7 separate regions of the Mus musculus genome follow, and all the other regions are linked to region 1. The links are chromatin contacts, called in public HiChIP or PLAC-seq and promoter capture Hi-C maps. All regions are on one chromosome and are shown on one strand. The core of a region is the stretch at or near the end of the contact, and the rest is flanking DNA. Distances in the headings are between cores, read along the strand shown. Region 1 holds the start of Fgf7 (fibroblast growth factor 7). Region 2 holds the start of Atp8b4 (ATPase, class I, type 8B, member 4). Region 3 overlaps Atp8b4 (ATPase, class I, type 8B, member 4). Region 4 holds the start of Cep152 (centrosomal protein 152). Region 5 overlaps Atp8b4 (ATPase, class I, type 8B, member 4). Region 6 holds the start of Eid1 (EP300 interacting inhibitor of differentiation 1). Region 7 overlaps Atp8b4 (ATPase, class I, type 8B, member 4).

Region 1 (3,888 bases), core at 421-2,920:
ACCGCTGCTGAGCTTTGCTAGGGAAACAATCACACATGAGCATGCGTGCTCACTGACATGGTTTCTTACTAACCAGTAGTTTGGATTTAAGCCACAGAGTATTTTCCAACTATATCAGTTCCAACCATAAGGTGAGGACACTTGCCCTATTACCAGAGATATTTTAGGGAGTTAGTGCAGAAATCCCAAGGTAGAAAAATTAGGACTTGATATATGACACTGATTTTTTTTTTTTGCCCCCATAGGAAAGGAGAACACAGCACTGGAAAGTGAACCTTAGACAAACCTTAAAGAGCTAAGCAGGGCTGTGATAAAGGCATCACTTACTGTAGCTGTTCTTCATCTCCTGGGTCCCTTTCACTTTGCCTCGTTTGTCAATCCTCAGGTACCACTGGGTGCGACAGAACAGTCTTCTCACCCTTATATCCCCTCCTTCCATGTAGTCATAACTTCTGGTGTGTCGCTCGGGGCTGGAACAGTTCACACTCGTAGCCGTTTGCTCCGGACTCATGTCATTGCAAGCTAGAGATATAGTGCCCACTAGACAGACGAGGTGGAAGCATGATCTGTAGAGCAGAGTTGGCAGGATCCGTGTCAGTATCCATTTGCGCATTATAGTGTAGTGCCCCGGGTGTTCATGAATAACATAATGAGAATTGAATCTTGCGTTGATTGCTACTCCTAGGTCATGGGCCTCCTCCTATTTGTGAACTGGAGATTGATGAGAGAAAAAGTCGTCGCTCTTTCCAAACTGTTAACCTTATCTTTTAGCTTCTGATACCAATAACACGATTCCTCCTTCAGGAACACAGCTGATAGGTATATCCTTATAGAAACAGGTCGTGACAAGGCCAGTTGCTGCAGTGCGGTTGCTCCTTGACTTCTGCTCGAAGAGAGAGATTAGGAATGGGGAGGGGGAGAGGAGAGGGAGATAAAAAAAATTGTATGTATAAATTTCAGTAGTTAGATAGTCTAACATGTCAGTGTAGTTAAATGTTGAAAGCACGTTTAAAACAGCTCCCACAGAGGACGTGAGCATCTCTGCCACTCTGCACATAGATTCAGAAGCGCTATGCGTTAGTGAGGAGACACCACAAGAAAACCACACCATTCATTCCAGTTGCTATCTTGTCAGGAAACACTGTGTACTCACAGCTATTGAGTTAAATCAAGTTTTACAGCCTCTATCGACAAAGTTGAAGTTGAATTCCCTGGAATTCATTAGTCTATGCTTTTACATTTGTGCTTTATAATTATTTTCCCTTAAACTACCCAGATTTTTCAAGTTAAGTGTCAGGATTGCCCTGGAGAACCTCAAGAGTCTCCTTCCATCCGTCCGTACTACAGCACAATTTCTGTAGATATTTTCACAGCTCAAAAGTCTTTCCCCCCTGACCCCACCCCAGGACAATAACCACAGAAAGAGAAAATCTTTCAGAAAAGAGCATTGTTTTAAAGACAAATAACAGTAACTTACTTGTTCTGTTTGGAACAGCTGGGTACACAAGAGTTCCGTGTCTGCTGTCTGCCTCGTGCAACTTGAGCCTCTCTACTGTAGCTACAAACTATTTCTCAGCTGAGAAATCCCCCAGCAGAATCATAATTGTTTCCATAAATCAACAGGCAAAAGGATTTTCTCCGTGTGTGAGCGCGTGCGCTTGTGTGAGTGCGTGGAGCCTTTTATTCAGAGATTTTCAATAAATACCTTTGCTGACCTCATTGGAAGCAATTAAAACTTAACCAGTGAGCTGTTCGTTGTCTAAAACAGCAGAATTAGGAGGCTTGTACACTGTTGAGTGGTCGTAAGGGGGAGCTGTGGACACGGCTTCGGCTTAAATCCACAAGTGGGCATTCACGCTGTGGAAACAGACCTCTGATTCCCAAGCCGTTACAAAGAGAAAGGAAAATGTTAGACCTTTTAAACACAGAAGCTGTACAGTCTGTGAAAAACATATGTCCCTACAACATATATAAGGGCTTCTTAAATGTTAGATGATCTTTACAATACATTGGCACGGAGGAGGTTGGTAAGTGAGGGTATGTTTTTAGTCCTTCAAATTCAGAGCACTAGAGCAACCCAAGGCTCAGGGCCTGAAAGCAGGTATCCCTAGGCAAGGACACATCTTTTCACAGATCTTGCACAATTGGGTGTGAGTCTTTAGGCTGAGAAGACCTAGTTTCTTACCGGACTGGGATTCTAACAAACAGTGTGGCCTTGGCTCCATCCCTTACTTCCCCATGGCTCAGCTGCTGCTTCAGGTATCAAATCAATGGCCACGTCTAATCAGGCTAGGGTGTGCTGCCGTTTTAACATCCTGTCTTGTGATTTATTTCAAAGGATGACACACAGAAGCAAAGGACACATAATTTGCAAAACTATCATTCTTTTAGAAAAATGGTTTCACCTTAGTATTTGACTTGTGCCTTCCTGAGAGCAATAGCATAAAAAATAACTGATAATTCCAGGAATAATAAGGCCAATAGCTAATGGATACAAGAGAGTCCTTTTGCTTTCCAGCCTGAGCTTGTGCCTATCCTGTACTGAGCAAGACTGTGACTGTCTGTATCTTACACTTAGTATGGAGCCATCGTATCACCACCCTAAATGAATATTTAAGAATACATACATTAAAATTCTCTTTTCCTTGTACCTGCAAAACACACACACACACACAGAGAGAGAGAGAGAGAGACACACACACAACTTCGCACTTAACATACACTACCACCAGGTGGTGCAGGTAGACCAAATAGAGACAGAGACCCAAAATTGAATCATTTGGATGTGATTGTTCTTCCCTTTCCCATTGTGCTTACAGAGGGCAGAGTCAACAGCACCCCATATTTCAAACATACACAGTTGTCTTCGATTCATGAAATATTAAAGCACTAGGCTTTCAAAGCAGAGGAGGGTGTGCTGTTCTATAACTGTATCTATTTAAAGCCAGAGAGTTCAGAACATCCCATGATTTTTCTCCCAGGGAGGAATAGGAAAGGACAGAAGGTATGATGATGTTCTTAGTGATATCCCACCATCCGGGGGCGGGGACATTAGTAATGAGCAGATTCAGAATTCTTACGAGTTGACGTTCCATAGAGAAATGGAGGTTATGCAGTCAGTTCTCAGTGCACACTACAGAATGCCCAGTCTCTTTACAATGTGCAGGGGAGGGAGTGTTCGCAATGTTGGAGCCAAGGTATAAAATGACTCTCTGAGGAATGTCACTGAGCAGGTTACAGTCAGGCAGGAAATTGTATCAGTTTAAATTCCTTTCGAAGTTATTGATTACTTTCCAGTGATGGGACCAAGACGGGGTGGGGAATTTCATTCCTGTCCTTGAGACCCTTACTTGTTAGCAATGGTTCTCATTAGGCTAGCGGTTCAGCTATCTGTAGGACAGCTGCTCTCTTTGTCCTTGTGAGTTACCCAGTGGCAGACATCCTCTGTCCTTACTGTAAAGCACATACAGAAGAGAGCAGCAGAGTTCCCTGCTCTGTGCTCTTTCCAGATAACGGTAGCTTCATCCTTAGTTGAAAATATCTCCACCTTGTGCATTGTAAATCCATAAGAAAAGGATCTACATCTATTGACTTTTAAAGATTAATGTTGTCACCTGAAAAGCTTCAAATAGAAGCGTATCTCAAAAAGAAGAAGTGTGTCGCCCTTGCCCCTCGTGTTTGGGAATTTGTATTTCAAATACAAAAATAAAGATATTTAAAATAAATTTGCATTGAAAATCATTGAAAAACTCATAGAACTTCTTTGATGCAGTCAGTTGCTATATGAACTTCCTAGCTTTTCCTAACCAGTCTTCATCACAGCCTTCATTCTGTGGAGAGACAAATGATAGAAACTTTGACTTATGGAATTTTATATTTCAGTTTACA
Region 2 (3,888 bases), core at 711-3,210, 460 kb before region 1:
GTCTTCCATAGACTACGCCTGCTTGGGCAGTGTTCCAAGGGAAGGATTGGATTGGTGGAGATGGGCTTAAACGTGGATTCTTTCTGGCTTTGTTATAATTCTGTTTTAGAGATTAAAGCCCTCAAGTCAGGAACGACTGAGGAAAAAGTTTCTAGAAATCATTCGGTAGTTTAATTCCCACAGCAAGGGTGATGTCACATTCTGAGTTATGGAGCAGAGAGTATTTTTATAAAAGTAAAAATGCTTAGAGTTGAAATGGATATATTCACTATCTTCAAGATAAACGACTCGGAGACACTTTGGAAGGAGACAGTGAGAAGCTGAGAGTGAAAGTAGAAGGCTGTCAGGGAATGAAGAAAGTGCGTTCCTTTAAGCCTCATCTATGGGCAATCTTGCAAGTGAGAAGAACTTTCAGGAAGATGTAAAATAAGAGAAGAGGAAAGCTGTCCACATGCATGTGGTCCACGTGCTCTGCAGTCCACAGATGCTTTTAGCTCCATCCTTAACAATGGTTATCAGTTAGCACCACTCTCTCAGCATCTAATGAACCAGTAAAACAGAACCTGTCAGATTAGTCCCCAGGGACAATTCTCTTGTCTTAACAAGTTGGCTTAGACACCTTGATTAGTCGTTTTCTTCTGGCCAGATGGGGCACCAGATGTCATCCTCACGTTCTGTGTTCTCCCTCCTGACGCCATCCAACGTCTGCTCTGGCTCCTTTTGGTACCTGCCTCATGAAACAAAGAAGTAATTATGAAAAGGCTGTATGTGGTGGAAATATCTGTAATCCTAGCAACCAGGAAGCTGAGGCAGGGGGATTGCTGTGAGTTTGAGGCTAGTCTAGGATATATGGCAAGTGACAGACCTTCAGATCCTGTATCAAAACAGACAGACAGACAAACAAACAAACAAATAAACCAGAAAAAAAGTCCTGTGGGTGAGGACTGATTTGCCTATGTATTTTTTCAGAGGAAAGACTAACATAAAGAAATTTCTTTGTATTCTAAAAGCATTCTTTGATTGCTTCTGGGGTAGAGATAGTCGTTGACTTTAGCTGTGTACCCATCAGTGAGACCACCAGGCTGAAACAGATAGTTCCAAACCCATGGCTACACAAGTGCTCCTGGCTAAAATCAGAGAGTCTCCAAACAAAAAGAGGCATGACTGTGGGATTCAGGAGGGGAGCATGGTAGGAGTGAGCAGGAGATAGGGAAGGCTGTGGTGACCAAATGCACTACTTATGTGCTTATAATTGTCAAAGAACAAATTTAACTGACAAGAACACTCCTCCTGACAATCTCCTTTTAGCTGGAGGGCCCGAGGTTCTCCTCTAAGTTCTGGCTACTCTTCCCTTCTTTCCCATGCTCTTCAACTTGCTATGACATCAAATGTGCACTTATCCTGCTTGGTCCTAATCTGCTTTCAGGGTGTTTAGGAGATAGCCATATATGAAGGGACAGGGGCGGGCAAGAGAAATGAAATACTCCCAACCCTCAGGAGCCTCAAACAGATGATAGATCAAAGCCACTCTGGTGCTTGAGCCCTAGAAAGAATAATTGCTAAAAGGGGAGGGCCCTTCAGCATGTGTAGGTCCATGCTCCATTTCTTAGGGAAATAGAAAGCTTCGTTCATTCATGTTCAATAAACACACAGAATAGCACTGTGAGCCAGGCATGTGTCAGATATCAGGAACAAAACCATGGGCCAGATGAGGAGGTTCCCATGCCACTGAAGCTTGGGAAGTAATGAGAAGGCCAATGTAGTCCACAAATACAGTCTAGAGTGCCATCGACTCCGAGAGGAACAGTACCAGGGTTTGTGGGACACATAGGAAGTGGCTTGTGGAGGAAGTGCCATATGAGTTAATATGTGAGTTGAAGAGGGTGGGGCCGTGGTTACATGGCTATACTTATAGGGAAGATGACTCATGAAGGTCCCCAGATGGAAAAGAGTTAAGCTGAGCATTTCTGAAGTGCAGACACGAGGAGTGAACAGAGGATTGTGGAAAGTGAGGGAAGGAGGGAGAAACCAGGTAAGACCCATGAGCAGAAACAAGATGGTAGAGGTCTTAGCTGATGTGTTAAATCTTTCTTTCCTGAGGCTGATGTGAGGACTTCTGGGTTTCTTAGCAGGGTTATGACCTGATGCCATTCCACTTTAACGAGGATGTCTGTAGTTTTGATGTGGACACTGGTCTATAGCTTCCCAGGTCTGGACCAAGACAGGCCTATGAGCATAAGCACAGAGGAAGAATGGTGTGTGGTCAGCTGTAAGGTCCTAGATGATACCCACCGCCTAGGCAGGGATGCGGGCAGAGAGGAGGCTTTGGAGAGATGGTCTGGGCAGTCTTGGAACTGATAGCATGGAAGGTGTACAGGAGGGAACAGGGGGGTTTCTAATGTGTTATAATTACTCCTGATTCTAGTAGCACATGGCAACAATGACCAATCTTTGTGCTTAGACTCATCAGTTTTATTAATCTGGGCACTAGGAACGCCTAGATTCCTACTCTCAGCACCTCTTTTTTTGTCAGGCACCCCCCCCCCCCGGGAGGTAACAGGGAGACAAATGGATGGTTTCTGGCATTTTGGACACCAAGAGATCGGTATTAGAACCTTGGGGATTGATGCACTTCCCTTTAAACATCTTTTTTTTTTGTAACTGCTAAGCCAAACGTACTATTCTTCCCCTTATTTGGTGTCCGTGCGGCTGACCACACGGTACTTCTTTCAGTACACTCCATATGTTCTGCATGTAACTTCTCTGGGCAGGAAGCAGATACATCATTTCTGTTTCTAACCAACAGAATGCCGCCGATTCCATACGCCTGCTTGCTCTGCCACTTGTTTGCAATGCTTCATGTGCTCATTTCCACAGGTTGTGAATGTTGTGTGTAATCTGTTTGTGCATTGGCTCACTTTAGATCTTTGATAGGGTTTATCTCATAAAAAATTAGGCCACACACAGGAAAAAAAAGATAATAATGGTATTATTTTAGTGTGTTGGGTAGCAACTAAGAGAAGAACATATATATAGATAGGTGAGTAGAAAATTTTGGGTTGTGGTGAGTTGCAGCCTGGTTAGCAATTCCCAATTCCTAGTGTTTGTGATAAGTTAGAAAAGTTGATTAAAATTGTTTGCCAAATCCAGTGCACACATATGTGCTTATCAGGGGTTGCCATAAAGCCTTCACTGAGAAGTTCAAAAATTTCACTATGATGTAACATAGTCTGCTAAGAAAAACTGACAATAGACAAGTTAGCAGGGATGAGAAAACACTATGAGTTGTTGGTGACCAGCCAGTAATAATTCTGGATTCCAAGATGAAGACGCAAAGACAGATGCTGAGTCAACAATCCATTTTTGTGGGCTGTTTCACTGAAGCAGAGGGTGCCATATAGCCATTTGATTGGACAGAAATGGTCTGAGCCAACAAAAGATGATGTAGTAGAGGATGCCCACAAAATCTATCTGTCCAGATTCTTCTTGGCTCTCATTTGTGACATTTTCCCCCATTGGGGCATGGAACTGGACGCTTTAAGCAGTGGCATAGGGGGAATCTTAGGACCTATAATCCAAAAATATGTCAGAGAATTTCTTCTTGGACAGTGCTATGCAGCACTATGGTGGGGATGTTTAGGGAGAGCAATTTAGCTTTCATGGCTACATTTGAGGGAAAGGGTCTCTGGGTTCTCTGACCATCCCTAAGGAGGAGGAATTCTCACTTCTGAGACTTCTTTGAGCAGCAGGAAAGAGGAAAGGAAGGAGGTCAGAGGCAAGTGTTGCTTCGAGGCCTTCACTTTGAAGTATGTTTTTTTTCTGAATCCCAATATATTTGTAATACAAACATGCATTTTTTATGGCACAGAATTATTATTATCTGGTTTG
Region 3 (3,888 bases), core at 809-3,308, 420 kb before region 1:
GAACCTTTTGCTTTGTTTTTGTATTGTGTCTCTTTAAGTTATTTTTATTTGAACTAGCATGTAATGATATTCATATTTATGAGCTATAGTACAATTCAGATTATGCATACAGTATGTAATGGTCAAGTTAGGGTAATTAGCTTTCTACATCCTTAGGCATTGATCATTACTTTGTGTTGGGGAGCCTTGACCGTGTATCTTCAGGTTGCTTATTTGATCTGTAGTCACCAAATGTGTTGTAGGATGCTGAAACTTACGTCTATTAACACTCAGGTTTTTTTTTTTTTCTTTTTTGAGGTTTAAGGAAGTGCACAGAATCTATTATATACAATCGATTTAGGTTTGAATTATTTGTCAGGCTTGATCCACCCCCCCACCCCCGCCCATGAGAGTCTCTACTGGACTGCTCTCTGCCTGACAGTCCTGAAGCAGATTCCCAGTGAATCCGATTTGATTAAAAAACAAACCAAAACACACTTGTCTAATAGGGTCATGTGCTTGTTACTAAGTCTGCCTTAGGTAGAGGCACACAGGGATAGTGTGGGAGTCAAAGAGACCCAGGTACATATTTTAGCAGTCTTTGTGCTTGCTAGGATTTTCAATGCCTTATATGCTTCAGTTATAAAACTGGGATAGGGAAATAAGGACATGATATTAGTTCTGACTCATTCACAATGTATTCTGTGCACAGTCAGGAAAGCATTACTAATGTGAATACATAGCCCATGAGTTTGTTCAAATCATTCTAGCATAGAAACTAACTCAAAATTTCAGAGCATCCAGTGATTTAAGATGCAGATACCCGCTAGCCCCTTTCTAAGGTAGATGATCAATGGCTCTCTGGCAAGTGTTATGAAGAGAGATTGGTAACTTCCTAAAGACTGAGATGAGAAGCTGAGGCACCAGTGACAATGCCACAGCCAGCTGAAAGATGTGTGTTGGAGAAAGAGCTCAAGGAGCCCGTTTTTAAGTTTTTATTTTTAATTTTAATCAGTTTGAAAGTTGGCATAAAGGTATTTCTCAATGTGTTTTGCAATTGAATGCATGTAATTGAATCATCTTAGCTAGTTTACTTTTGTACGAATAGCCGATCATAATCTCATTTATTTCTATAAGTCTTATACAATTAATTGACAAAGTTTGGAAGATGATGTACTTCTAATTTAAAAAATCTTAAACGATGGAAAATGTTGCTTCAGCTCATTCCAGAAATCTCTTCCCTGACATGGTTCACCACCATTGTGCCACTGGTCCTGGTGATCTCGATGACGGCTGTCAAGGATGCCACCGACGACTATGTGAGTATTCATGCCTGAGAAGGCTTGGTGTTTCCCTTTAATTGTATTTCTACCTTTTCAGAAACAGAGACCTAGCCAGTGGGGCTAAAGAATAGTCAAGGGTGAGACAGAGAGGAAGGCTTGTAATTAATTTATGTGATGCTCCTTCACAGTTGTTGTATGCATAATTTTTAATAAATCTATAATTTGATGTGAGCCATCTAAAACTGGCCATACACAAGTGTATAATGCACTTGCTTAATGTGGTATGTGTTCGTCCCCTAATGAAGTGCTTAATGAGTTTCAAGGTACACACTGACACTGTGACATCCAGGGTGAAAAAAAGAGAGCCTGACACAACTATGATGTATGTGTATGTGTGTTTTTGTATGTGTATGTATGCATGCATGTATCTATGTATACACATATATTTTGAAATACAAAAGGGAAATCACTTATTCTTCTGATTATGTCTATGAACTAAAGCTTCATGCCTCCGACATCACACCAGTTCATCTGAGGGTGTGCACTAACATGCTGAGATACCTTTGTCCCTGAGTAAGCTTATTGTCTCTTTGATACATGTGTCTCTAATTTGGGCTCTTGTTATTGGACCTTGACAGCTCATATAGAAGCTCTTATCTGAATGGCTTCTAGTTTCAGAGCCTAAAGGGAAGCTCTTCATATTTGCATTTTTCCTAGAGATAGAAGATGGTTGCTTTGCTGGAGCATATGAAGCAATATGAAGCATTATATAGTCTGACCACTTGGTCATAAAACATAAACCCTTGGCCAAGTGTGACTCAGCATTTCATTCTTATTTCTGTTTTAAGTGAGTGGTGTTTCATAATATCACTGTTAACAATTAGGATTTCTGAAGAATAAAATATATGTTGTTAAAAGTAATTTCTCGGTTTTTAAAACCACAGTGCAGACTGATCCGCTATAGCAAGTGCAGAGTGCCCCTGTGAGGGATAGAACTTGCAGTTCCTGGTGGAAGTTCTCAAAACTGTGTGGGTTTTCTCTGGACTACAAGGCAAATGGCGTGCTGTGTTCTTAGAAGCAAGTAGAAATGTGTAAGGATTAGAGTTGTGGGTCTAGCGTGCAGCATATGTGTGCATATGAGTGCACACACAGAGAGAAGATTCCGGTGGTGATGTGTGTGCCAGGATGAGATGTAGGGAGGTGAGCATTGATTACGTGTATGGGACTCTGCTCCAGGTAAGTGCAAGCTGTGCTCATATTTGGACAGTAACATTGTCTAAATAGACTAACTCGAAATATGCCCAGTGCTGCTGTTAGGATTGATGAAGTGTGACTTAAGATAGGTCTCTCTTAAATTTTTTTTTCAGTTCCGTCACAAGAGTGATAATCAAGTGAATAACCGGCAGTCTAAGGTGCTCATCAATAGCAAGTAAGAAATCCGTTCTCTGGCCTGCCTGCCTGCCTGCCTGCCTGCCTGCCTGCCTGCCTGCCTGCCTGCCTTCCTTCCTTCCTTCCTTCCTTCCTTCCTTCCTTCCTTCCTTCCTTCCTTCCTTCCTCCCACCGTTCCTCTGTTCCTCCGTTCCTCCCTCCCTCCCTCCCTCCTTCTTCCCTTCCTCCCTGCTTCCCTCCTTCTTTTCTTTTTTCTTTTTAAAGATTTATTTTATATATAGTGTTCTGCCTGCATATATGCCTGCAGGCCAGAAGAGGGCACCAGATCCCATTATAGATGGTCATGAGCCACCATGTGGTTTCTGGGAATTGAACTCAGGACCTCTGGAAGAGCAGTCAGTGCTCTTAACCTCTGAGCCATGTCTCTAGCCCTCTTTGGATTTTTAAATGATTGGTGGCTTTCTATTTTAATTATATGAATATTTCTGTCCTTTAACTTATTGGAAATTGAAGTATATCTTGATCATCGTTTCATGAGTCTTTTTCACACCTAGCAAATTCTTTGGGAGTTTCTTTTGTGGAACACAGACATGTATTTGATATTATAGTACCAAGAAAGTAGCAATGATAGGTTTTTATATGCCTCCTATAGTTGATTTAGAATACATTATCCATAGTCACATGGATTTCCCTCGTATTTAATTTCATGCATTGATAAATACCATCCATGGAAGCAGAACTAACATCAGCAGTGACTTCAGACACGAGTATGTTTACCCAAAGAACAGGGAAAACACTAGAGAATTGGGAAGGAAAACTCCAAGCTCCTTTCCAATGTTTCTTTTTATCTTACTTACTTTTTTGTATGGACCACTTTCCATATCTTTTAAATTTTTAATGAATTTCCTAGCTTATGAAGTAATAGGTTCCGTGTTTTTAGACATGTATCATTTGTGTGATTCTCCATCTTCCTTGCCCCCTTTCCACTGCACCCTCTCACCTCCAGCATCCTCCTGGTCCAAATGTTCTACCGCCTTCCCCAGTATCCTCTTTTAAAGGTTCTCTATTTTTCCAGCCTCATGGGCTCCTTTCTCATTTTGTGGGCTCTAGTCCAATTTACTCCCATCTTGACACACACATTTAAGAGTTATAGGCTAGGATCCACATATGAGGGAGAATATACAGATTTGTCTTAGCCTGGGTAAATAGAATGTCCCGCTGAGAGGTGCCTCAGCGG
Region 4 (3,888 bases), core at 945-3,444, 410 kb after region 1:
CAACGTATAGAGAAACCACAGGCAGAGTGCAGTGGTCTAGGGCCCAGGACAAGGGAGAGGGTGGGAACAGTTACTGATCATGGAGAAGGACTGTCTGACTACATGGAGGAGCTGTGGACAATACAGAGGTAACGGCTGATCTCGGTGATGCAAAAGAGATTAGCTAAGTCATTAATAACCTAATTTTTTTCTATTCCCATCTCTGATCTACTGGGATTCTTCACTGATTGAGATAACATAAAGGCAGAGTTGGGGGGTGGTGGTGGAGGGGAGCTTGTCTTGAAGGTCAGCTTCCTAGGGCACAGTGGAGTGAGACCAGAGAAAGCAGGGTCTCCTGCTGGGGTTCTTGGTGTTCTTAGTAAAACAATCTAAGAATGGACTCAAACCAAGCTTGAGGACAATGAGACTTAGAGTTCAAAGCAAAGGTTCAGGGTAGGCAAGCTGTAAATCATGGGGCTGCCCAGAAGAGGAGAAAGAGCCATGCTCTTTGAGTTTGGCTGGTTCACAGGTCAACCACACGGTGGACCAGCAGCAGGATGGGGGAGGGGGAGCTTTAGAGAAAGAGTGAAAAAGCTCAAAGTCCCAGAGAAAACTGACTTGGGCCAGCATCCAAAAGCAACAGCTGGGAAGCAAGAGGAAAAGTTAACACCTGCTGGGCTCAGGACTCACAAAGGCAGGTGGGCCCTGCGGAACTTCGTGGCGGATCCAGACTAAGTACACTAGGGACAGACATCCTGGAAGGAAAAGTACACTATCTCAACACAGAGCAAGTTATCCCCCTATGTCCCCTGCCATTCTCATGCACTATTGCATCGTAGACCTCAGCATGGGGCACTGGACATATCTTTCTCATTAGCCGATACTTGGATCACCTTCGACAAGTGCCATTTCCCCGAAGGCCTTTCATTAGTCTTTTCTTGACCAACATCTTCATTTGCCCATTCCTTCATTTATTCACTAATGAGTTAACACAGTTGTTTTGAGTGCCTAGCATGGGCCATGAAACATGAAGACAAATGCTCAAGTGAATACCCCCAAGACGTTCATATTGTTCTACCAGTGAAGCAGACACACGGTAACAGATCGTAGTAGAAGAGAAATCCATCTTCTCTTGGGGTCGGTATGCACCCTGTGTACAGTGGTAGGGAGATCCAGTTCCACTGAGTGACGTCATGTGTTTCGAGGGCTGAGTGGGTGAGAGGTGGGGCAATTGACTCGAAAAGCAGCCCAGGAGATGGGGTGGGAGGAGGGGAAACAGGAGCCATCCCAGAACTATTGGTAGTGCAGCCTTGTGACTTGGTTCTGTTTCTCTCACTCAAGCTCTTATTCTGTATCAGACCCCTAGCTGAGGGTCAATGTCAGCCGTACAAGGATAGGATGCAGGTGGCAGACTTAGCAAACAGCCAGATTTGGAAGAGCCTTGGACAAGTATCTTACTCCACACGGTACACAGGGGAAAGATTTAAAAAGATGTGGGCATCCAAGTCACCAAGTTCTTGGCATGCACTAGAGCCCTTCTTACCAAAGAAGCCAGAGACAGCAACTGTTCCAGAACTCAGGTCTCGAACATGCCAGGTCCAGCCACCCTCAACAAGCCAATCAAGAGACACACATTAAAATTGAACAGCCAAAGTGATATTTATCCATTGTGTTTGCGATCTCCAAGTTCGATGATATAATGGGATTTAACGACAGGCTAACATCTAAGAACATTCGCGGAAATTCGAGTTTTAGGGAGGAGGCACCTGGGAGCTCCTCCAGTTTTATCAGTAAAGAAACACAAATCTTAACCAGCCAAGTCTGAAGATGATGCCAAATTTAACAACGACCAGGGCTGGCAGTGGCACTTCAGAGAGCAAAAAGGGCCATTGGATGAAACTTAGACGTGTAAGGGGAAAAAAAGGAATGTCCTAGCTAACCTCTGGGAGGGCAAACAGTCCGCCGTATCTAAGCAACCGTAGTCCTCTAGGAGGCTTTTGTGATTGGCTCACTATTTCCCCAATGGAGGCTCCGGGAAGCTTCCCGCCGCCACTGGCGCCCTCTTCGAACAGCCGCGCTCTTGCAACTGCGGGCGACTTCTCAACCGACCTTGTGGGAGGCGGGTTTTCCGCCCCATAGCTCCGCCCAGCCGTCAGGCCCATCGAGCAGCGGCGGCGATTGGAGGAGGCGGCTGCTCGTCGAGTGGCGGGGTTCGCGGGCTAGGGTGTAACCGGGAAGGTGCTCGCGGCTGGAAGTCAGGGCAGCGGGTTGCGGGTTGCGGGAGGTGACTGCGGTCTCCCGGCCAGGCTGGCGGCTGCGGGATCGGGACCCGCGTTCGAGTCTCCTACACCGGGGCTGTGCTTGCTGGCTCCCTTCTCGATCTTCAGCCTGGGCGTCCCATCGGCAGACCTGTGCGCGCCCGTGGTTCTTGGACCCCGGGCCCAGTTCTTTGGTAAGGGCGCTGCGTGAGTACACCCAGTCGAGGGGGCTTCCTGTATTTTGGGGTTACTGTCTTCTGCTCACCTTGGTTTTCCATGCTGCTATCGGTACTACCGAGCTCAAGAGATTGTCATTGCCCCCTCCCTCCGTACTCTTTGTAGTAGGAACAGGATTTGGAAAGTGTCTAAAATAGACTGTTGCGTTCTGGCTGTTTCCACCCTGTAAGAGAAGTTAGTGTGTAAGCTAGTGCGTGCAGTTTTCTAACTCCCAGGGCAATTACATTTAGTCCATCTTGTAGTCATGCATTTTTCAGTGTGATTTAAGCTGAATTTCACTTCGTAGCTTCACAATTCTTGATTGTTTGCATGTAAATAAAGGCTGAAGTTTGAAGCCACAAGCAAAGGATATAAGCCATGCGCTCTGGAAGTGGCCAGAATGCACTTTGGATGGAGCAGGCATCTAGAGGAGGGCGGAGTCCTTATCCGGGAGTTGTAAGGTTTCCCACACCTATGATGTTTTCACCGTTTCATTACTAAAGAAACGGAAGCAGTTACGATTGCACAGCTGCCAGAGCTGAGGATCTTCAGTTCTTAATTGCTTACAGCCATATTACATCCTTTGGGATGCAAACAAACAAACAAACAAACAATTTGGAATGTAAACAAATAAAAAGAGATCTGCCTAAAGACCCTATCTACTCCGGTGGGAGTAGATAATAGTTTCAGCAGTTAAGAGATTGTCAATGCTCTTGCAAGAGGCTGTGAGTTCATTTCTTGCACCCAAATTGTATAGGTCACAACTACGTGTGACTCCGGCTCCAGGGGAATCCTAAGGCCTGTGACCCAATGGATATATTCACTCATAATGATGATGATGATGATAAATATTTTTGGAAAGGAAAATATACACTAAAGTTTGCTCACAAAACAAGTAAATATTTTTCCCTCTATGTGAGGGGGTGGAAGGGGGTGACCAAAAACTACCAGGGACAGTGCTGACAAGTATTGTCAGACAAGTATTGACAAGCTGGGTCAGAGGTGTAAGAGAAGACAGCTGTGCTTCTTGTATTCTTGTAGTGGGGTTAGGAAAAGTTTCCCGGCTAGAGTGAGACTATTAACCAGGGAGCTGTATTTTAGGGAGCACACTGCCCACGTTGATCCCTTGGTTTATGTTTTAAGTGGTCAGCTCTCTGGTCAAGCATAGGAGTAGGCCACTGTTCCTACTAATGGCATAATTTTGCCATATTCACCAAGATACAGTTTTACTATGGCAAATGCACATTGCTATCGATTGTTTTCATGATGATCTGTCAGCACACATCTCACCAGCAATTTATTTATTAAAGCCACAAAAAAACATAGAGTTGTGGCCATTTTCAATGTAGTAGTTGAAGGTAGCACGGTGCTACTTAGAGTACACTTCCTGAATTCTTCATGGACTTAACCTCTGTGTGTGTGTGTGTGTGCGCGC
Region 5 (3,888 bases), core at 353-2,852, 390 kb before region 1:
AGAATTCCTAGGCACTGTTCTTAGACTCTTGTTTTATTTTCAATCATTTTTTTAATTGAAAAATTTGATCACAAAAGCCAAGCAAAACAAAATGATATAACCAGTGCTTAGTGAATGATTTTTCAACATACCCTTGCTTGGTCTGAAATTTTAAAGTTTGAGTTAGTATGTTATCTGTAATCACACCCCCTTTCACTTATGACTTCATTGTGAGCTTTGACCCATGATACACTAGTTTTTAGAATTGGTATGTTGTTCTGAGAGTAAGGATAATGTGCATGACAGCCAAGACGAAGAGCTCTGCAGTCTAGAAAGTCCTGGGAGCTCCCAAAGCGATGCTCACAATCGCCCCACAAATGCATCTTTCCCTCTGTTATGGCTCTGGTATCCCAGCACTCACACACCTGGATGTTCTGAACAGCAGCAGACAAAACAGACATACCGAGCAAAGCATGTCTGAGAAACATTTCTGTTTCTCACAGATGTCATCCTAGAACCCAGGGGCCACCACAGCAGAGTACTAGTCTTGATCAGGGCGGTGGCATTTTTCTAGTCCCACAACTTAATCCTGGAGCATTTTCAAGGATGATGCCAACACTCTAGTCTCAGGCTCTTCAAGTGGGTTGTTGACACTCACCATGACCTCTGATGGCCTCTGCTGGATATAGGGGAGTCCCTTTCCCTTTTCCCTCACAGATTTGCATAGGCAATGAATTGATTAAGTTATGAGAGTGTTTTTTATAAGTTCTTAAGAAATTTCATGGCTGTGGATTGATACTATTCCTCAGTGTTTTCTTTTCTTCTTTAACTTAACGAACATTTACACCCAATGAACCCTGGAGACAATGTATTTGGCTCTGAGGCCTCAAAGATATCCAGTAGATTATTCTCAAGTTTCTTCGGATGGGAATACTGCCTTTAAGCTTCCACTGGGTATCTGCTCGGGTTTTTCTCTTGCCCAGGAAGGCTGGGGGAAAGGTGTTTGTGTTGGAGCATGCTGCATGCTGCTTCCTATGTGGAGTCATAGCTGAATCCTTCCACCAATAACTGATAAAAGAAAAGACTAGGGGATAATGGAAGGTGGCGTTGGCCTGGTCCAGCTAGGCATCTGGACAATCACACTTTCTCTCCCTGTTGTATGTCTCTGCTATGGCCTCTCGGTAGTTTGCTCACACTACTAGCCCACCACCTCTGACAAAAGCTTGACCAAGGACTAGCAAGGCTATTGCTATAATTCTTTGCCCGTTCCCTTTCAGGATTATTGCAGAGTGCCTTAGAAAGTCTAACTCTAACTGTGTGCTAGATGCCTTTCACAACTTACTCTGCTGGATGGACACCATCAATCTTGTTCTCCCACACACACTCTTTAATGATAACTAAAAAAAGCCTCCAAGGAAGATGTTAGCAGTAGGGAAGAGAAGAGGGTGTGAGTGAGGAGAGGAATGGTCAGCGATATCAAAGGTGACATGAGAGGGTTTAGGAAGAGGTAGGAGGGTAGGTTTCCAGGGAGACAGAGTAGGGAAAGTTAGACAGGAGGGTTAAGGTACTCCCGTGTTCCAGTCTAAGTTGGGTGAGTGCTGGTTAAGAGACCTTAGCCACTAGGTGGCAGTGGAACCTTAGTCGCTTGTCTGAGGTTGAGGTGGCTCTGCCCCTGGTTTACTGCAGAGGAAGCATTAAACACAGCCAGATTCAATATTGAACAGTGACATTGCATTACCATCTACACAGAGCTCTGAGGAAAAGCTACACCAGATACCAACAGGCATCTTTATCCATGCACCATAAAGAGTTCTAATTATGCATTATTACAATAAGGAATTTTAGCTTGTGTTTAAAGTTATCTTTCTATCCTTAAGATGATAGCCGTAGCTCCAAAGGGCATTCACCTTTACCGCTAGCATGCCGTCTGCCAGGACATGGTGAAACTGGAACATATGACCGGAGATCAAGGCGAATCTACCCCCCAGCACAGATTCTTTTTTTTTTTTTGGGTCAGGATTAGGTGAGCGTTAGTGTAAGAGTGGGCCCCAGATGGACATATTCTCTGAGGGGGTTTGCATGGAACACACCGAGGGGCTCACAAAGCAGTTTCTGCCTTGACTGGCTTCTGTGGTGATTCCTTCAGAGCTGAGAGAGTCACCAGGATGCAGGGGCGTTTGTTCCTCTGGGAGCTATCATGGAGCCTTCATTTAAACAACTCTCATTGTCCCCCCCGCCCCCCGTTTTTGATAATTTAAACAACCCAGACAATTAACTGAGTGGGTTGATTTTGAACTTAAAATCTAAGACTTGAAGATAAAGCCATTATAATGTCTTTCTAAATAAAAGATTTTAGAGACTTGGACTGTCAACCTTTCAGATACACGTAGAGGTTTGTTAGGCTAAAGTTTCATAAGTTGCTGAAACTTAGGTCAGTTCTTTTTAGATGAATCCTCCAGAATTACATTTATTTTTAAATAAGAATTTTAATTTGAGAAAAAAACAAAACCAGCCAGAATTCTAAAAGTGAACTGTGATGTATTTTCTTCCTCCCCCTTTTGACATCTTTAGATGTTTTATTCAGTAAAATGTAGCAGAATTTTGGATCTTATTTTAGTATTTTTTGGAGTCTAACTGGGACATATTACCTTCAAAACTTGGTTTTATAGCACTGGTCACCACTGCTCTTTTTTTGTTTTGTTTTGTTTTCCCAATATAACATTTCTATTGATTCCCTGGAAATTTCACATCACGCACACTGATCAAACTCATTTCTCAGTCCTTCCACCCTTATGATCTCCCTTCAGGGAGGTAAAATAAAAAAAGTAAAAATAAAAATGAATAGAACCCCCTTAAGCCCAATTTGCGTTATCTGTGAACTCACTGGAGCATGGTCAAACTGTGACACCTGCCTCTCAAATAGGACTGAGCCCTTCCCGGCCGCACTCACGCCAGCCGTCAGCTGTGGAGAGTTATGCTTCAATGTCACCATCCACTTGCAAGAGTTCATTTTGGTGGCTTCCTGTCTAGGAGATGGCTCAGTCATTAAAGCCTAGGCTCACAACCAAAACTGGGTTGAAGTCTTTTCTAAAGCGTCATTTTCCAGAGCACCCTCTGCGCTCTTTGAGTGGGCCCCACTTTCTCTTGTCTCTCTCGTGTTTTACTCTTTCCCATTGCTGTGTGGGCCCCGCTTTCTCTCGTGTTTTACTCTTCCATCGCTTCCTCATCTCTTCGCCTTGCGTCCATGTTGCTCTTGTTTACTTTCATTTCTTCTTTTCTTTGGTTTTCCTTCTGTTTTATCCGCGCGTTCTCACCCTCTTGACTCCTTTCCTGCTTTAAGCGGCTCAGACACCAGCACACAAGGAGGGTTAATTCGCTCATTTATTGGAAAATGATCTCTGTTTTTCATAAGAAATTATTAAATCCAGAAAAATAGAATTCATATATGACTTTCGAAACTGGCAACCCAGATCACTAGTAGTTTGCACGTTGCCAGGAGACCTGCTCATACCCTGATGGTCCCAAAGCATGGGCACACAGAGTGGGAGGTGGTGCCTCCCTCCTCAGTGTTGCCAGGGCTATGAAGGAGGGGTGATGCATGGAGGAGAGGTTTCAACAACCCTGATTCTTACCTGTCCCTCTGTATTGGTTTCTCAACCAGGCTGACCTGCTGCTCCTGTCGAGCAGTGAGCCACACGGTCTCTGTTATGTTGAAACAGCTGAGCTTGACGGGTAAGTACTAAACCAGAGCGGCTGCTTAGGCTGTTTAACCTAAACGTCCTGAGCGACCAGAGGTGCATCTTCTGCATTTCCTTGTAAAACATAGAAGTCTACGTTGTAAAGTCCTTTGTTGTTTACTTGGCAGTAATTCTGAATTTTCCTCCTGAATTTATTTGGAAAACCCTGACT
Region 6 (3,888 bases), core at 416-2,915, 360 kb after region 1:
TTATCGCCAATGCTGGTGCATAAAGATTAACAAGCATAATTAGAAGAAGGGAGGGGGAGGGGAAGAAAGAGGCAGAGAGGGAGAGAGAGAATATGAATATCAGACACCCAGGTGGACTTCTGGGTAGGTTTAAAACCTTCAAAGTTTGACAACATAATAGCTCATACATCTTTTTATAGATACAGGCAGGATTTCTTTTTACTTGACAATTTTAGCAAACAGTTCTTACAATATGAACTTCAGTTATAGTCTTACCATCTGTCAAGGTACAAAACAGCAAGTGAAATTTCCCTAGTATAAAAGGGTATTAGAAAGTTTGTCTTTGGGCTTTCCCATACATTTTATTTAATGCATGAACTTAAAACCTTAAAAAGACATCCTGTTTCTTTCTTTACTTTGAAAATCATTACAATGGGTTTTTCCAAATTAGAGGTCACAGTAGCTTTATAAATCATGAAGATACATGTGCAGTCAAAATTCCAGAAGCGTTTGTAACACATTTTAAGATGACAGCACACATGATAACACGTCTACATTTATACCCACATTTACTTGGACTACTCTGTGGGGTAGATGAATACTCAATCTTAAACCTCAAGTTTAGCTTTTGATAACTGATGTGTATAAATCACCAAAAAGAATTTGGAAAGTTTTTTTTTTTTTCAATAGCCTTTCAGTTCGAATTAAAGACATCTTGGAATGTATTTCCCCCCATTCTTTAATTAGATTCTTGTATTGGTAGTCACAATTTACTCTTCCAAACCATCTTTAAAAGCTTAACAGAGAAAGCTCTTCTCCAATGTAAGGAAAATCATCTCGATCAACAGTCTGAACCAGAGGTTTTTGCTGAGCCCCTGTGAGACCAAAGAGGAACGATTTGGTCTTTTTCTCCTCGCGATTCTCAGGTTTAACACTCCTCCTTCCTCGATTCTCCTTTTCCACAATGCATGGTCATTCACTGTCCCGTCTTCTATTCCGAGAAACAAAAACCAACTGTTTTTATTTTTTGCACAGAACTATTTGGAATGAACCCCAAAATAGCAGAATGTTGAATCTCTCCCTCTCAGGTAGTTTCCTCCTCTCTCGTCAGCATTTACTCTCGATCAATGATCTCATCACAACCGAGCTCTTCGGTCAGTCGATTGACAACCATCAGCGAAAACAGCTCTTCGATAAAAGCTAGCTGGTCGAAAGGGCTCTTCTCACACCGCGCCTGAAAGCCGCCATCCAGGGCATCTCCGGCTCGCGCGGTTCGCAGGAACACCTTGTTGGCTTCCTCCAGGGCGGCGGACACCCTGTGCATCGCGCCGCTCCAGCGCTCCTCTTCAGGGAACTCGTAGTCGTCCTCCCAGTCATCAAACTCGTCGCCTTCCAGGTCCGCGCCAGCCTCGGGGAACAGACCGCGCTGGGCGCGGGCGGCGGCCGGCCCGGCCTCCTCCTCCATGGGGCCCTCCTCCGGGGCCGGCCCGCGGGCCCCGCGGCCTACCTCCATATAGCCCTCGCCGGGCAGCACGTCCATCTGCAACTCGTTGCTTTCTTCGTACAGCTCGCAAAGCTCTGCCATCTCCGCCATGGTGGAAGCGACTCGACCAAGGTGGAAAAAAAAAAGGAACCTTTTGCAGAGACGGGCGCGCGAACGGGCGTGGTGCGCGTGCGCAGGCAAGAGGGCGTGCGTGGAGCGCGAGCTGGGGGGGGGGGGCGCGTGCGCAGGCGAGTGGGCATGCGTGATGCGCGTGCGGAGCACGTTTCACGTGCGCAAACGGGTAGGCGGGCGTGGTGCGCGTGCCAGCATGGCGTGCGTGTGCTGGCGAGTAGGCCGCTTGGTCCACGGGGGGGGGGGGGGGCGTGGTGCGCGGGCGCGGGCGCGGGCGCGAGCTCTTCCCTTCCCACCCCTCACCCCCTATGTTTCCCGGACTCCCACCTCACCCTCACACCCACTCAGGACCCGCGATGCTTCCGCTGGTGACCCACCTGGAGACCAGCTCTAAGTTCCTTGCCAAGTGCTTGCTTTGCCTAGATGGAAAGCCCTGGCCTTCTGTCACAGATGCCATCTCTCCTCCACCTCCCTGCCTCCCCAGCGTTCCTGTGATCAGCATGTCCATTACCTCTCACCATTTCAAATCCCACTAGTCCCGTCCTGCGCACTGAGAAAATTTAACTTTTCGGTTTTTTTCTTCTGAATTTATTGAAGTTGACCTAACCAAAGATAAATTGTGTGTATGTCCACACGTATATACCATGGGGAAACTAAACCACATACATGTGTGAGTACTAGGATAAAGAAAGGTGGAAAATAGGCTATACATATTTTAAATATATACAGATAATCACGCGCCACGGTTGCTCTACAAACTTAAACTGTAGCCAATAGTGTTTGAGAATATCCACACCCTTACCACGTATTGTTTTATGGAATTAATATAAGTAAACTTAAGTTTTATCAATTTGATCTCTCTTTCGTGTGTATGCGTTTGTTTGCCTGTCTGTAATGTTTGTGTGCCACGTGTGTGCATTGTGCCTACAGAGGCCAAAAGAGGGCGTTGGAACTCCTAGAAACGAAGTCAGTTGTACACTGCCCTGTGATTACTGGGAGTCGAACCCTGGTCCTTAGTGTGAGCAGCCGATGCTGTTTACTGCTGAGCCATTTCTCCAGCCTTGATTGTATCTTTATAATCTTTCCATAGCTTTAGTTTATTATTCGTGGATGCAATGGCCCTGTCATGTCCAAGAGACAATGCTCCATAGCATTCCTCTTTATCTTATATAATTTTTGCCAATGGTCATTTTTTATATTCTTCAGCGAACTTTTCTCCAAAGTGTTACATGATCCTTACTAGTTTTACATACTTGAACATATTTGTATGAAATCTTCCTCTTTATCCATTAAATGAAGTTTCTCATGAGCTGTTATTGGAATATAATCTTTGCATGTTGATTTTTGTTCTTATTGAAATGTTAATAGAGAAAAGTGCACAGGTAATGTGTGTGGCTTAATTATCACAAGCTACATATATTTGTTTACTTACTACCCAGAAGAAAAGGCATCATTCGTGGATCCCAGAAAACCACTCTTCTCTCTTTTTGTGCCTCGTGAATAACCACAATTCAGACTTTATGCAAATAGTTCAATAAAAAGTTTGCCAGTTTTGATAAATGAAACGATGTATTGATATATTCTTTGTTTTGACTTCTTTTTTAACCCAACAAATATGTTGTCATATTTTAAGCAGTCTACTATTTGAATATCACAATAGTCACCTTCAGGATTGCTTCTAATTCAGGGCTATTATAAATAGCCTAGTTATTTCATTTCCTAAGGAAACATCTTGTTGCACAACTTTATTCAATTATTGTTGAGTATGCTTCTAGGAGCAGTTTTGCTTGGCTGTCTTGTATGTACAGCCTTCGTAGGTTCTGCCTCACAGTTCTGCAATCAGGATTCATTGGTAGTTGCATAGCTGGCATTTTAATTAACCTTTAAAACCTATACAAGTCAGTTATTGCACTGTGATTTCCAAACACAAGCAAACAAATTAGAATCTCCAATAAAACAATCATTTTGGGTTAAATTAGTGCAGTTATTTGGCTAGTGATATCAGAAGTCTTTATGTTTTTCAATCGTTTTTAGGTTTATGTGTGGGTGTTTTGCCTACTTGTGTGTACTATGTACATGTTCTGTGCCCCTAGAGGCCAGAAAAGGGCTTTGCATCTTCTGGAACCAGAGTCACAGGTTGTTTGAGACAACATGTTGGTACTGGGACTGGAACCAGGGTCCTTAACCTCTGAGCAACCTCTCTATCCCCCATGTTAGAAATCTTAATATTAGTGTGTTTGGATACATAGTAGTGAATAACTAAACAAAAGTAAATACACTAAGTCTATAAACAG
Region 7 (3,888 bases), core at 349-2,848, 290 kb before region 1:
AGGCAAAGCCTCTGGTTTCCACTCACTTTCCTAGGGAGAGGGAAGGCACATTGGGACCTACCCAAGTGATGTTTAGGTCTTATTTATTTATTTATTTATTTATTTATTTATTTATTTATTTGAGAGCTGTTGTTGAACGTTGATGGGTACATATACCCTGTCAGGTTTCGGGACATTACCTAGAAGCAGGAATCTGTTCCTCTGGGTCCTTCTGCACCCCCCCCCCCACAATGTTTTCCTGAGCCTCTGATTTTGGGGCTGTGCTGGAGATGTTGTTTAAAAAGCAACACCTTCATATTTGTAAATTACATACACACAGAGACATATGCAGAGATACACATACAGACATAAACACACACACACACACAGACACACACACAGAGACATACACAGAGATACACATACAGACATAAACACACAGACTCACAGACACAGACAGACAGACATACACAGAGATACACATACAGACATAAACACACAGACTCACAGATACACACAGACACACAGACATACACAGTGATACACATACAGACATAAACACACAGACACACAGACATACACAGTGATACACATACAGACATAAACACACAGACACACAGACATACACAGACACACACACACAGACACACAGACATACACAGAGATACACATACAGACATAAACACAGACACAGACAGACAGAAAAACAGACAGACAGACATAGACACGCACACACACACACATACACACACACCCCAAACCAGAATAAATGAAAAGCTCAGAAGTCTCATGATAAGTTGACCTTCCTTAAGAGGGAGAACATTCTGAGTCTAATTTCTGAAAATTTCTCCTAATTCAGTTACTAGTGACTGCAAGATCTAGAGAGCCTCTAAAAGGGAAAGAGAGGTGAAAGACGGGGTATTGGGACTATAGACATAACATTCTATACAAAAGTATGCTCAAGATCCCGGGCTCTGTTCCCAACACTGTTACTAAAACAAAACAACCCCCTGACCCCCCAACTCACCATATGGCCCATGAAATTGAGTCAGTAATGAATTTTATCGGAATGTTTCTTGTTTACACGAGAACGGGAAAAAATTGATTAGTGTCTAGTGTCCTCTTTGAGGTGGAGAATGTTACGGCTTTAGGCTTAACGTTTCCTTTTGGAGTAAAGACAAAGATTCTCTTGTTGTAGCCGTTCAATTAAGTAACAAAAATGGCTTCCGTTTTACTCGGTGGCTGGGTGTCTGGAGTCTAATGCTTGGGTTCACGGTTGCACTGTGGCGCTCTTTCTCTCCAGATCCGCCGGTGGCAGAAAGCTCAGCGAAAGAAAAGACCCCTGCGAAGCAGAAGGCCTCAGACCCGCAGGTCGAGCTCTAGAAGATCTGGATACGCGTTTGCTCACCAGGAGGGCTACGGAGAGCTCATCACATCTGGAAAAAATATGCGAGCGAAAAGTCCAGCCCCAGCATCGGGGCTGGAAAAGAAGCTTTATAATAACACGAGCTGGATTGAAAATTTATGTAAGAAAACCACAGACGCGGTGAGCGGCTTTAGTCATGATAAGACAGTGAAATTGTGAGTCAAGATAGACTTGACCACAAAGCCGTCTTTTCACCTCATCTGGGGCTGAGCTTAGGCAGCTCAGGGGCCAGGAGCAGGGCAGATCACATTGCTTAACTTAAATCCATGGCCTCCAGCTGCCAACGCCTGTCAGATAGCGATGTTTTCTGCAGGATTCCAGGCCAGATGGGCACTGTCCAATCTGTGATTCTGTAGACCAAGGCCTCATGGGACAAGTACAGATTTTATTAACTTAAACACCAATCCATCCGAATTTTGAATCTTATTTATGGAAAAAAAAAAAAGGCCGTAAATTAGCATCTATGTTGGATGGGTCTTAGGTATGTAAAAGGTATGTTCCAATGATGTGTTTCAACCAAAAACGCATGTCAACAGATACACCACGTACGTGAAGAGTGCCTTTCCCAGATGCAATTGCAGAATTTAAAGTATGTGGTGTGGTGCTCTCAGATCGAGAGTGAGTCTTTCTCTAGACTTGAGCTCCCCTTGCCAGGATAACAAAGCCTTACATGCTCAGAGAATGCATTAAAAAGTCCGTGGGGTTATCTGTTTACAAACAGGGACAAAAGCAACTGAATGTTTCTGCCGAGGGGGCTGCTAACATGGTTAGGTTTATAGAGAGAGTGTTCAGACTGTTCCATGTGGGGACAAAATACAGTGGCTCCTCTAATGTCCCTAATGTGTCAAGGACTTGTGTGACAATGTCAGTAGTAATCCGTTGCATGTTACATGGATGCAGACAGAACCATCAGCGTGGTAGAACACTGCCCTTTATTGACAGTGTTCCATGCAGGCCATGGGCAAATGCTGCTGACAGATCCCATTTAAAAACTTGAAACTTGAAAGTCTCTACAGGCAGTCTCTACTGTTACCATTCACTCAGGCTTAGGCCATTGAGACTCAGTTCCTTTTAGTGTCTAGCTGTCCTGTTTATGGCTCAAACATCTAAATGTATAGATATATAGATGAAGCTGATTTTTAAAATAGACATTGCAGCCCAATTTGGGGATCTGTAGACAACTCACTAGGTTCTGTATTCAAATTGCTGCTGACACCCACTTACCTCCGTGATGGGGAGGTAAGGTGCCTTTCCTGAGACTCCTCTACAAAGTCAGGACGCACTACCTACCTCCCGTGGTTGATGACTATCAAGCACACATTCTCAAACCATCAGAAACACAACTCACATACGAATGTACTCATCAGGCTTTAGCTAACTCATCATCAGAGAAGCAGAGGGGAGAGACTTCAGGACCTGGGATGCCAGTCGCCAGTGGGACTGTCAAAGAAATGAGGTTGCTAAGTATGATAGAAAGCAAATAAAACTGTAGACTGGGGAATAGATTTATCTACAAGGAAATAAACAAAACCAAACAAAACCAACCAACCAACCAACCAACCAACCAAACAAACAAACAAAAAGTCATGTTTTCCAAAAATCAGCAATTAGCTCTCTAGCCTTCCTTCTCTGGGTTCCCAGGCAATTGCTGATCAACCAAAACTACTTTGCACAAAGAGCTTGTTAATCTTATGTGGTCTTGATGGATGATGGGCTGGGATGGTGTTAATAGGTCAGTGTCCCCTGCCCAATGGGTCTTGATTTCTAAGCCTAATGTTTTCTAAATGATACTCAGTGAGATAATCGGTATGCAGTAGCCTACTACCTAGAGCCTTTACCCATAGCAAATGCTTGTCATGATTCCTTTCTCTATACATATCTACCTAGAAAAAAAGGTAAGATTTTCATGTCTAATGATCAGCTAAAGTGTGCTTGTTTATGTTTTATAACAATTTTGAAGACTTTGGATATTTCCAGTAAATGTTTTACCATCGTTGGTGTTTGGTGTTTTCTTTCTTTCTTATTGGGAGCTCACTGGGGAAACTTTTTGCTATGTCGTGCTAGCTTTCTCAATTGAGTTCTCTCTCTCTCTCTCTCTCTCTCTCTCTCTCTCTCTCTCTCTCTCTCTCTCTCTCTCTCTCATCTTTTCCTCTACTTACCCCCCGTCCCTCCTTTATATGTCTGGAAAAAATATATGTCCTTTGTAGCACTGGAGTCAAGAATTAGATGAACCAAACGGATTCATGTGCAATACTAGAAATGGTCAATTTGGCAAGTTCAGCTCAAATTTTAAAAGGTCATTTATAAACAGATAGTTCAAGAGAATTGTGGGAGAAACATTTTATTAGTTTTATTTTGGTCTTATGCAAATTTGGAGCTGAAACGAAAGGATGGACCATCCAGAGACTGCCCCACCCGGGGATCCATCCCATAATCAGCCACCAAACCCAGACACTATTGCATATGCCAGCAAGATTTTGCTG

Evidence for each region. Promoter capture Hi-C pulls out the DNA fragments that hold promoters and counts their contacts. HiChIP or PLAC-seq counts read pairs in DNA pulled down with a chosen protein or histone mark.
Region 2: a contact with region 1 is called in a promoter capture Hi-C map of embryonic stem cells, with 4 times the contacts expected there. The contact joins the promoter of Atp8b4 here to the promoter of Fgf7 in region 1. A contact is called at or near these places in 11 of 39 promoter capture datasets (the 3T3-L1 cell line, the C10 cell line, cranial neural crest and 5 more).
Region 3: an H3K27ac HiChIP or PLAC-seq map of the NIH/3T3 cell line shows a contact between it and region 1, with 7 times the contacts expected there. The contact joins the enhancer-like site here to the promoter of Fgf7 in region 1. A contact is called at or near these places in 10 of 39 promoter capture datasets (the 3T3-L1 cell line, 3T3-L1-derived adipocytes, cranial neural crest and 5 more), 2 of 484 Hi-C or Micro-C datasets (cortical neurons and embryonic stem cells), 3 of 115 datasets of contacts at active chromatin or transcription factors (the NIH/3T3 cell line, cardiomyocytes and embryonic fibroblasts) and 1 of 9 other capture datasets (embryonic stem cells).
Region 4: a promoter capture Hi-C map of embryonic stem cells shows a contact between it and region 1, with 4 times the contacts expected there. The contact joins the promoter of Cep152 here to the promoter of Fgf7 in region 1. A contact is called at or near these places in 8 of 39 promoter capture datasets (the 3T3-L1 cell line, the HPC-7 cell line, cranial neural crest and 4 more), 1 of 484 Hi-C or Micro-C datasets (adipose-derived mesenchymal stem cells) and 2 of 115 datasets of contacts at active chromatin or transcription factors (embryonic stem cells and extraembryonic endoderm stem cells).
Region 5: an H3K27ac HiChIP or PLAC-seq map of the NIH/3T3 cell line shows a contact between it and region 1, with 8 times the contacts expected there. The contact joins the enhancer-like site here to the promoter of Fgf7 in region 1. A contact is called at or near these places in 19 of 39 promoter capture datasets (the 3T3-L1 cell line, 3T3-L1-derived adipocytes, the HPC-7 cell line and 12 more), 25 of 484 Hi-C or Micro-C datasets (the 3T3-L1 cell line, 3T3-L1-derived adipocytes, the C2C12 cell line and 14 more), 4 of 115 datasets of contacts at active chromatin or transcription factors (the NIH/3T3 cell line, fibro-adipogenic progenitors, heart atrium and 1 more) and 2 of 9 other capture datasets (adipose tissue and pancreatic islet).
Region 6: a FOXA1 HiChIP or PLAC-seq map of pancreatic cancer cells shows a contact between it and region 1. The contact joins the promoter of Eid1 here to the promoter of Fgf7 in region 1. A contact is called at or near these places in 16 of 39 promoter capture datasets (the 3T3-L1 cell line, 3T3-L1-derived adipocytes, the C10 cell line and 11 more), 2 of 15 datasets of contacts at CTCF or cohesin (large pre-B cells and pro-B cells), 38 of 484 Hi-C or Micro-C datasets (the 3T3-L1 cell line, the C2C12 cell line, CD8 T cells and 22 more) and 4 of 115 datasets of contacts at active chromatin or transcription factors (the NIH/3T3 cell line, embryonic limb bud, pancreatic cancer cells and 1 more).
Region 7: a promoter capture Hi-C map of the 3T3-L1 cell line shows a contact between it and region 1, with 7 times the contacts expected there. The contact joins the enhancer-like site here to the promoter of Fgf7 in region 1. A contact is called at or near these places in 13 of 39 promoter capture datasets (the 3T3-L1 cell line, 3T3-L1-derived adipocytes, the C10 cell line and 6 more), 4 of 484 Hi-C or Micro-C datasets (3T3-L1-derived adipocytes, adipose-derived mesenchymal stem cells and embryonic fibroblasts), 2 of 115 datasets of contacts at active chromatin or transcription factors (heart atrium and pancreatic cancer cells) and 4 of 9 other capture datasets (adipose tissue, liver, macrophages and 1 more).

The regions. Positions count from the first base shown.
Region 1 is chr2:126,032,440-126,036,327 of GRCm38.p6, reverse strand. Fgf7 (fibroblast growth factor 7) reads right to left here and starts at 1,670. Exons shown (of 4, transcript NM_008008.4): 1 at 1,478-1,670; 2 at 328-883. The coding sequence starts at 613. The region is part of intron 11 of Fam227b (family with sequence similarity 227, member B); the gene reads left to right.
Region 2 is chr2:126,489,625-126,493,512 of GRCm38.p6, reverse strand. Atp8b4 (ATPase, class I, type 8B, member 4) reads left to right here and starts at 1,960. Exons shown (of 28, transcript NM_001080944.3): 1 at 1,960-2,032.
Region 3 is chr2:126,457,046-126,460,933 of GRCm38.p6, reverse strand. It overlaps Atp8b4 (ATPase, class I, type 8B, member 4), which reads left to right. Exons shown (of 28, transcript NM_001080944.3): 5 at 1,200-1,298; 6 at 2,630-2,691. Among named protein-coding and RNA genes, the nearest start is that of Atp8b4, 33 kb to the left of the region's middle. Within about 2 kb of position 2,058, at least 2 of the 459 cell types and tissues checked have an H3K27ac peak or open chromatin away from gene starts, as enhancers often do. A contact at or near this core is called in the NIH/3T3 cell line, where this site is marked.
Region 4 is chr2:125,623,419-125,627,306 of GRCm38.p6, reverse strand. It overlaps Cep152 (centrosomal protein 152), which reads left to right and starts at 2,194. Exons shown (of 28, transcript NM_001081091.1): 1 at 2,194-2,431.
Region 5 is chr2:126,427,180-126,431,067 of GRCm38.p6, reverse strand. Atp8b4 (ATPase, class I, type 8B, member 4) reads left to right here. Exons shown (of 28, transcript NM_001080944.3): 8 at 3,641-3,711. Among named protein-coding and RNA genes, the nearest start is that of Atp8b4, 62 kb to the left of the region's middle. Within about 2 kb of position 1,602, at least 18 of the 459 cell types and tissues checked have an H3K27ac peak or open chromatin away from gene starts, as enhancers often do. A contact at or near this core is called in the NIH/3T3 cell line, beige adipocytes and cancer-associated fibroblasts, where this site is marked.
Region 6 is chr2:125,670,877-125,674,764 of GRCm38.p6, reverse strand. It overlaps Eid1 (EP300 interacting inhibitor of differentiation 1), which reads right to left and starts at 1,665. Exons shown (of 1, transcript NM_025613.3): 1 at 1-1,665. The coding sequence starts at 1,573. The coding sequence ends at 1,094. All of the region lies in intron 4 of Shc4 (SHC (Src homology 2 domain containing) family, member 4), which reads left to right.
Region 7 is chr2:126,320,486-126,324,373 of GRCm38.p6, reverse strand. It overlaps Atp8b4 (ATPase, class I, type 8B, member 4), which reads left to right. Exons shown (of 28, transcript NM_001080944.3): 28 at 1,283-3,401. The coding sequence ends at 1,564. Among named protein-coding and RNA genes, the nearest start is that of Atp8b4, 170 kb to the left of the region's middle. Within about 2 kb of position 1,598, at least 36 of the 459 cell types and tissues checked have an H3K27ac peak or open chromatin away from gene starts, as enhancers often do. A contact at or near this core is called in adipose-derived mesenchymal stem cells and pancreatic cancer cells, where this site is marked.